Regions from separate parts of the Sus scrofa genome. Here regions 1 and 2 are each linked to region 3. A link is a contact called in public promoter capture Hi-C data. All regions are on one chromosome and are shown on one strand. Each heading gives the region's core, a stretch centred on a gene start, on an enhancer-like site or on the middle of the called end of the contact. The rest is flanking DNA. Distances are from core to core; before and after follow the strand shown.

What was found. Promoter capture Hi-C pulls out the DNA fragments that hold promoters and counts their contacts.
Region 1: a promoter capture Hi-C map of fetal skeletal muscle shows a contact between it and region 3, with 6 times the contacts expected there. The contact joins the enhancer-like site here to the promoter of FBXL14 in region 3. A contact is called at or near these places in 2 of 5 promoter capture datasets (fetal skeletal muscle and liver), 4 of 47 Hi-C or Micro-C datasets (embryonic fibroblasts, heart right ventricle, omental adipose tissue and 1 more) and 2 of 2 datasets of contacts at active chromatin or transcription factors (alveolar macrophages and skeletal muscle).
Region 2: a promoter capture Hi-C map of liver shows a contact between it and region 3, with 5 times the contacts expected there. The contact joins the promoter of WNK1 here to the promoter of FBXL14 in region 3. A contact is called at or near these places in 1 of 5 promoter capture datasets (liver), 2 of 47 Hi-C or Micro-C datasets (embryonic fibroblasts and heart right ventricle) and 2 of 2 datasets of contacts at active chromatin or transcription factors (alveolar macrophages and skeletal muscle).

What each region holds. Positions count from the first base shown.
Region 1 is chr5:67,867,720-67,870,419 of Sscrofa11.1, forward strand. All of the region lies in intron 2 of LOC102167892 (a long non-coding RNA gene), which reads left to right. Among named protein-coding and RNA genes, the nearest start is that of B4GALNT3, 97 kb to the left of the region's middle. Within about 2 kb of position 1,417, at least 35 of the 83 cell types and tissues checked have an H3K27ac peak or open chromatin away from gene starts, as enhancers often do. A contact at or near this core is called in alveolar macrophages, fetal skeletal muscle, liver and 1 more, where this site is marked.
Region 2 is chr5:67,999,477-68,002,176 of Sscrofa11.1, forward strand. WNK1 (serine/threonine-protein kinase WNK1) reads left to right here and starts at 1,316. Exons shown (of 29, transcript XM_013997884.2): 1 at 1,316-2,380. The coding sequence starts at 1,628.
Region 3 is chr5:68,676,782-68,679,481 of Sscrofa11.1, forward strand. It overlaps FBXL14 (F-box/LRR-repeat protein 14), which reads right to left and starts at 1,438. Exons shown (of 2, transcript XM_021092497.1): 1 at 876-1,438; 2 at 1-873. The coding sequence starts at 1,347. The coding sequence ends at 146. All of the region lies in intron 1 of WNT5B (protein Wnt-5b), which reads left to right.

The DNA of each region.
Region 1 (2,700 bases), core at 167-2,666, 810 kb before region 3:
TGGTGGGCTCTCAGCCCTTTTGTTGGCCTCAAAATGCCCGACTACCCAGAAAAGCCCCCTGAAGAGGAGATGGTGAAGAGCCTGGCCTTTGGAGGGCTGGTTTCACATAAGGGAAGGGCTAGTCCCAGCCCAGAAAGAGCGATTCATTCAAATATATGGATTTGATGGCCTGCAGTGCCCATTTGCCTTTAATTAGGTGCCTGAGATCCTCAGTCCTCTGTCAGGATTAAGTTTGAAAGGGTGCCCAGGTCTGTTGCACACAGTAGGACTCAGAGCACTGGGAATGATGGCAGTTCCCAGTTGCAGAGTACAGATCTTGCCTGACACACAGATAAATGCAGGACATGAGTCAGGTCCCCCACAGCCCTGTGAAGCTGGTGAGGACATCCTTATTGTGGAGGCTCAAGAGCCTAAGTAACTTGCTCAAGGTCACACGGCCGTCTTCAAGGTCCCAGTTCTATATCTGCCAGAGCCTATAATTTTAACCCCTAACCTGTTACTTCCTCGAAGTTGAAGAGATACTCCCTGCCTCCGAGGAGTTTGGGATTTAAAGATAAATTTCTGTGGCCTAAGTTGAAAGAAGACCATGTGTACTTTTGCTAAGAGCAGGTTTGACACATCTCCCGAGGCGACCCTTGCCTCAGACCTTCCTGAATCTGCAGTGGGGCTGTCCCTGAGGCCCTGCCTCACTCTGGTGGAAAGGCTAGAGTTCACGCTGGCAAGAGGTGACCCGGGCAGCTGGGAGAAGAGGGTCGATAGACTCTCATCTGGACATTCTGAATTTTGACCCCCTCAAATGTTTGAACTGTCGTAAAATTAAAACAGAAACAAATATGCACCCCTGAAGACCAATGGTTAATATAAAGCAGAATTTACAACTTCATTTCATCCAGGCCTGAGCTTCTCCATGTATGAAATGAGAACAGTATGCCCAGTTCAGCAAGAGTGCTGTTAAAAAGATCAATGAGAGAATGTGGGTGAACGTGCTTTGCAAACTGTGAAGCCTTAGAACAAGGGTGAGATGAGGGAGAAATCTCTCCCGCTCAGACTGCACTCCCACCTGTGGGCCTAGAGGCATTCTCAGGGCAGTGTTCTGATTCAGCCCGCCCCAGCCCAAATTTCTTCAAGGGCCTCCGCTGTCTTCTCAGCAGCCCCCCTGATCTCTGAAATGCTTCTCTGCCCTCTCTCCTCACCCACCTGGGGGACCTCCCTTCAGGCTGCTCCAGGCGCATCTTTCAGTTCTCAGGCAAGCCCACCTACACTGGGTCCCCAAAGGAATCTGCGGTGCAGAAACCACCCCCCACCCCCGGCCCCACCCCCTGCCCCCAGCTGGCTTCCACCTACCTCTCCAGCCTGGTGTCCTCTTCCTCCTCCCTCCGGAGAGGGGCAGAGGGTTCAGCCTCCTTACTGGGCCACACCACATGACTCACTGTTCCCTGCACACACCCCACCCTTCCGTACCTCTCCTGCTCCCTCCAGGATGAATGGCCTTTCCTCCCAGTGCCCCCAACCCCCAGGCCTGCCCTTCCTCTGGACCCTGGGCTGTGTTCAGACCTCTCCAGGCTGCCCCTCCAGCTGCCTGCTTTGTGGTGGGGAATCCATCTTCCACATACCACGGTGCCCAGTTCAGTGATTTGCCCACATGAAATGCATGATAAATGATGACAGCATTGACATTTTCATGTGAAAGTGTTACTTCAAAGAGTTTTTTGGAAAAAGGCAAAAGAATGGATCCTTGAAGGTGGGATTTCAAGCCGGACTCCTGCATGAGGGGTGTGCTGTTTGAACAGTGAATATTTGCCTTTAAAATAGAAGCCCCTGGCCTAGGGAGCCTTTCTACCCTGGTATCCTGCTTCAGGGAACAAATGACTCAGGCTGGACGCTGTCACTGGTCTTCAGGCCAAAGCCTGCAAAGGCGGGACCCCTGAGGCCTGTGTTTGGGGCAGGCCCTCAGCCTGCGGCCTTCCCTGTGCCAAGAGCAGTGAGTCTCGCCCTTGGAAGTCAACAGTCACTAATCCACTGTGGGTGAGGTGTCCGCCTGCTCAGAAATCTCCCGGAGCCGCGAGGCGCCAGCCCTCCCCCAGGTGCACGCGTGCGAAGGCTGCCCAGGGAAGGTGTAAGGCGCGTTCTCGTCCGCCAGGGGGCCCCAGACATCGCAGCAGGCCCTGGGGCAGCCCCCCGCCAGGAGGCCTTCTGCTCCCTTGAGAGTCCAGGAAGTAACAGGCTTTCTTTCTGAAAAAAGGCCCGTGGGGCAGAGCAGGCCGGAGGGACAGGAAGGCACAGGGGCTGTAATTAGAACCCCTGCGGCCTGCTTGGTTTTTGTCAGAAAGCTTTTCTATGTCTTCTGCAAGAGGTCACCTTGTCAGCCACCTGGGTCAGGGTCCAAAGTTAATCTTAGAGCTGCCACTTAGAAACTTACAGAGACTTGGAACAAGAGGTGTCCCCCCACACACACACCCCACCCTCCCACAGCTTGCAGTTGCTCTGGGGCCTCCAGATCCATCTGGAACTTTGTTCCAGGCTTTGGGGTTCTCAGCGACATTCCCCAAGCTTGCCTGACCCATCTCTGCTCATTGTCTGCCTACCAGCCTTCAAAGGCCAACAAACTGAGCCAAGATTTAAACAATAATAATTAAATACTGAGACTGCTGTATGCCACACACAACCCCCATGAAGTGGGTATTAATTGTCCCATTTTAC
Region 2 (2,700 bases), core at 66-2,565, 680 kb before region 3:
AAGTTTCGTCCAAGTCAATTCAGCTCTTTCAAGCTTGTGGTAAAAGACGCAAAGATCCGCAGACCTTGTCTTTTGAGTCCATTACCACCTCACCTTCCCCCCTTTCCACGTACAGTCTTTTTTTTTCTGGCAGAGTTCGCTTTGACGTTTGACTACACTGGGGCAGCCCAACACTGAGAGCCAGAGTGTGTGTCCTGGGCTGGAGCCGAGGATGCGGCCTTAAGTGCTATGGGAGGTAGGCGCACAATCATTCTCCCTGTCTCCTTCCTTGCCACGCACCCAATCAGTGTGATGCACAAAGTTTGTGGCCCAGGGAGGGGGTCCGGCTCCCCCTGCTCTCCACCACACCCGGGTCTCAGCACCGCCGCGGCTCCTCATTACACAGAAGCAGCCCATATTCCAGCCACGGCAACACCAAGAGCTCGCTCTCGCCTCAGCAGAGCATGATGGGAGCCTCTCCCCTCGTCCTGCCTCCCTTTCCTTTTCTTCTCCCTTCTCTCATTCCACAATTAATGCCTAAGTCATGATTTCCCTAGCTGGTGCCGACTGAGGGATGGGGCTTAGCGACCCACGGTGACGCTCCCACCCACCTTCCAGAAGGGGCGGTTTCAAAAGGAACTACAGTTCCCGTCGGGCATCAGGCTAAGTAACCGCAGGGCGACACGGGAGTCGTAGGCGCCTTCCTCCTCCGTCCCTTTCATTCCTCAACGCGTCAACTACAAGTCCCAAGGGGCCTCGGGACAGCACGCCTGCGCGAGAGCCCCGCCAGCGGGTGGGGGTGGGGCGCTCCGGGCGCTGGGGGGCGGGGCCGGAGCGGGCTGTGTGGAGGTTTTAGACTCCCGGCGCCATTTAGCGCGGAGTTTCCCTGGCGGACGCGGCTCTTCTCCTTCGGCCTCTCTGCACCGTCTCCGTGACAGAAGCTCCTGACGGGGTGACTGCCCTTCCTCCTCCCTGCCCTCCTCGGCCCGGAGGAGCAGCGGTTCGGGCCCTTCCCCACCGGCCCTCCCTCTATTAGCCCCCGGCCCCGGCCCGGAGGGGACGGGGTCCGCCGGGCCCGCGGCGGGCGGCGAGGCCCGGGGCCGGGGGCAGCTCCTCTGCTCCTCCGCGTCGCGCGTCTGCCCCTCGCGTCGGGCGATGGGTGGCCTGTGAGGCCGTCCAGGAGTTTGGCGGGGAGGAGGAGCGGCCGCCCGCCTGGCCGCGAGCCCCGGCGCGGCCTCCCCCGCCTCCGCGCCTGAGCGGCCGCCGTTCGGGGGTCCGCGCGCAGCTGCCGGCCTCAGGGCCCAACCCGCCCGGCCGGGCCACGGCGGCGGGGAGCCAGTGCCGCCCCCGCCTGGACTCGGTGCGGGCTCCCGCGCTGCACCCATGACTGCGCGCAGCTGCCGCTCCCGTCCGCTCGGCCGCCGCTTGCCGCACGATGGGTGCGGGCGGTGAGGCGCCAGCCCCCGTGCCTCCGCCCCGCCACCGCCCCCGAGCAGCCCGTTTCGACAGCCGCAGCGGCCTCCGCAGCCCGGCCCGCTGCCCCGCCTCCCGCTCGGACCGCCGAGTCAGTGCCGAGTGAGGGGCCGTCGGCCCACAGCGGCCCGCTTCTATCCAAATTAGAGCCGCCTGCCTCGCTCCCACTCCTACCATGTCTGGCGGCGGGGCCGATCAGCAGAGCAGCCCGCCGGGCTCCCTGTTCCTTTCGCCGCCAGCGCCTGCCCCCAAGAATGGCTCTAGCTCGGACTCCTCGGTGGGGGAGAAGCTGGGCGCCGCGGCAGCGGACGCCGGAGCCGGCAGGACGGAGGAGTACCGGCGTCGCCGCCACACCATGGACAAGGACAGCCGGGGGGCGGCCGCGACCACCACCACCGAGCACCGCTTCTTCCGCCGTAGCGTCATCTGCGACTCTAACGCCACGGCGTTGGAGCTGCCCGGCCTCCCCCTCCCACTGCCCCAGCCCGGCGCCGCCGCGGTGGCCCAGCAGAGGAGCCCCCCGGAGCCCCACCGCGAGGAGACTCTGACCCCCGCTGTCGCCCATGTGGCCCAGCAGCCGCCAGCCGCCGCCACCCCAGGGGAGCCGGCCGCCGCAGTCCCGGCCGCCGCCTCGGCCCCGGGCAGCGCCAGCCGAGACCGTCAGGTTGCCCAGCCCAGCCAAGCGGGGAGCAAAGAGGAGCCCCCGTCGGCGAGAAGCGGCAGCGGCGGCGGCAGCGCCAAGGAGCCGCAAGAGGAGCGGAGCCAGCAGCAGGATGACATCGAAGAGCTGGAGACCAAGGCAGTGGGCATGTCCAATGATGGCCGCTTTCTCAAGTTTGACATCGAAATTGGCAGGGGCTCCTTTAAGACGGTCTATAAAGGTCTGGACACCGAAACTACGGTGGAGGTCGCTTGGTGTGAACTGCAGGTATACACGAGCTACTTCTTTATTTTACGGTGGTTTGGATCCCAGATTTGGCTCAGTTCGACCAGTTTCTAGAGTTCACCCTTGGCATGTCTTTCTCTAACTGTTCGCTCCAAGTCGAGTGTGGTGGGAGGCCAACTTTTGAAAAGAGGTAGAAACCAGAATTTGGGGCTTGCACCTAGGTGTTTGGATAGAATAGGAGTTAGTGGCTGTAGCTAGTGCGATTTGCTTCTAGGGAAGGAGTGGTGAAAGGCATCCTGGTACAAATGTCTTGCTTACTCGTTATTGTTTTAGTGTCTGGCAGGAAACTTGAAGTTAGTGGG
Region 3 (2,700 bases), core at 188-2,687:
TATGAGCCTGGGGCTTTGTGTCATCGCCCCCGCTGCATCCACCGCAATCATCTGTGTCTACGTGTGCGTGTCGCGTGACCGTGGGGGCCGTGGTGGTGACAGGAAGATGAACGGGGCGGGACAAGGGGAGCTGGCGCTGCCGCCCTCACCTGACCTTCTCACTATCCGTCATCTGCCAGAGTCCCAGGTTGAGCACCTTGAGGCAGGGCAGCTGCGTGATGCGCTCCAGGCCGCGCTTGGTGATGCGGGTGCAGCCGTACAGGTCTATGCCCGTGAGCTGGCTCAGGTGCTCCGCGATCAGCTCCAGGCCCTTGTCCGTGATGCGCACGCACTGTCCGATGTTGAGCGTGCGCAGCCCGTGCATCTGCCGCACCATGCGGTTGATGCCATCGTCACTGATGTGGCAGGAGCAAAGAGACAGGGACTTGAGGCCGTCCAGCCCCTGCGCTATGTAAGCCAGACTCTGGTCCCCCACCTTGTCACAAAAGGAGACGTCCAGCCCCGAGAGGCGCAGGCTGCCCATGGCCAGATGCATGATGCCCGTGTCACTGATGTTGTCGCAGGAGCGCAGGTTAAGGCTGCGCAGGCTGCCCATGTGCGACAGGTGCAGGAGGCCCGCGTCTGAGATGCCCCCGCAGAAGCTGAGGTTGAGAAGCCGCAGGCCCGTCAGCCCCCGGGAGATGTGCTTCAGAGATAGGTCCGTGAGCTTCTGGCAGTCCTGCAGCGTGAGCTGCTCCAGGCCTAGGCAGCCCTCGGCCGCGCTGCGCGTCATGCCGGCCAGGTGCCCGATGCCCACGTCTGAGAGGTGGCGGCAGCTGCGGAGATTAAGGCTCTTGAGGCGCTGCAGGCCCCAGGCGATGAGCAGGAGGCCGTGTTGGTGATGTTGCTGCAGCCACCCAGCTCCAGCACCTCCAGGCCCTTGAGGTACTGGGCTATGCGGCCCAGGCTGCTGTCGGTGATCTGCTTGCAGAGGCTCAGGTTGAGAGCACGCAGCGAGCCGATCTCCTGCACGAACGCGTGGCCCAGCCCGTTGTCGGTGAGGTTGTAGCAGCCGCTGAGGTTGAGGCTCTCGATGTTGGCCATGCCCTGGATCACGTAGCTGAGGCTGCGGCGCAGGCTCAGGATCTGCACCCGGCGGATGCCCCGGGCCTGCAGGCTGGGGAACAGCGACGGGTTGGCCCGGCGCAGGTGCAGCTTGGCCTCCACCCCCCGCCACACCGACTTGTGGTAGGCGGCGTCCCGCCAGGCCGTGCACACCTGCGCCGCGCGCCCCTTGTCGCGCACGTCCAGGTAGCCGAAGATCATGGCCAGCAGCTCGGGGAACAGGCACGAGATGTGCGTCTCCATCTTCCTCCCCGCGGCGCCGGGGAGGAGGCGCGGGCCCCGCTCCAGCCCGAGCGACGAGGCGGCTGGCCGGCCGCGCCGCGGGCCCAACGGACGCGCCTCCCGCCTTCCGGCTCGGCGCCGCTCCTCCTCCCGTCCGCGCGTCCTTCCTGCCGCCCTGCCCGCCCTCCCCGCCCGGCGCGCTAGGCGCTCACATCCCGGGCGGGCGCCCCCGCGGCCCGGCCCTCGCTGGGCTCAGCCCCGCCGCGCCCGGCCCGCGCCGCCCCGCGCGCCCCGCCGCCGCCGCCGCGCCCCCGGCCGCATCCTCCGGCGCCGCGCCGGCCGGGCTGCGCGCTCGGGCTGGGCGCCGGGAGGCTGCGGCCGCCTTTGTCCTCGCCCGCTTTTCAAAGCTGCCAGCGGGCCGCCCGCACTCGGCCGCCCCGGCGGGGGGACCTCGGGCCGGCGCGCGCTTAGCCCCCGCGTCCGCGCACGGGGCAGCGCCGGCCGGCACGGAGCGCGCGCGCGGAGCCGACCCGGGGCGAGCGGCGGCCGCGCCGGGGGCGTCCGGGCCGGACCCGCTGCTCTCCGCGCCTCCGCGCCCCCGCCCCCCGCGCTCCCCCGCGCGCGCGCGATGGTACGAGCCTGCGCGCCGGAACTGCCGGCGTTGCCCTGGAAACCGAGCGCCGGCCCGCCGCGGGTTAACCCTGTGCGCGCCGTCGGGGCGCCAACCGGGTCGGGCCGCGTCGCCGCCGCCGCCTCCCGGAGCCGCCGGCCTCGCCCGGCCCACGTCTGGGTTGCGCGCCGCCGCCGGGCCCGAGGCCTCTCCGTTCGCCTCCACCCTGACAGCCAGCTCCCTTTATCCTCCCGCAGACCCTCCTCCCAGACCACTGCTCGGCGACCGCCCCGCTCTCCTCCTTCCCTCCAGTCCCTAAGACCCCGCAGCGCGTCAGTGCGGCCGCCCCACCGGTCCTCTCTGGTGGGCGGCTTCCCACGGTGCCTTTCTCCCCAGACTTGTGCCCTAAACTGGAAAGAAACTCAGCTCTATCCGCCCGTCCCTTAGCCGAACGCAGGCCCTCCCAGTGCTCGATCTGGATTTACCCATTACCACTTCCTTCTAGCATGTTCCGGGTGTTTCCAGACATCACTGCCAGTGCGCTGCCCTGGGCTCGTTCGGCTTCAGAACTTCCTCCGCCTCCGCACTTGGCTGTGAGCCGTTGGCTGCCCCGCGTCTGGAGCCAGCAGCCTCACTTAAGCGCTTTCTTTCTTGTCAGCCTCTTAGACCACGCATGGCCCGGTTGTACTGATGGTTCATATAGTTTTGTGTGCCGACACAGATTTACTTTTAGATAAAGTAGAATGACGATTGGACTTGGCTTA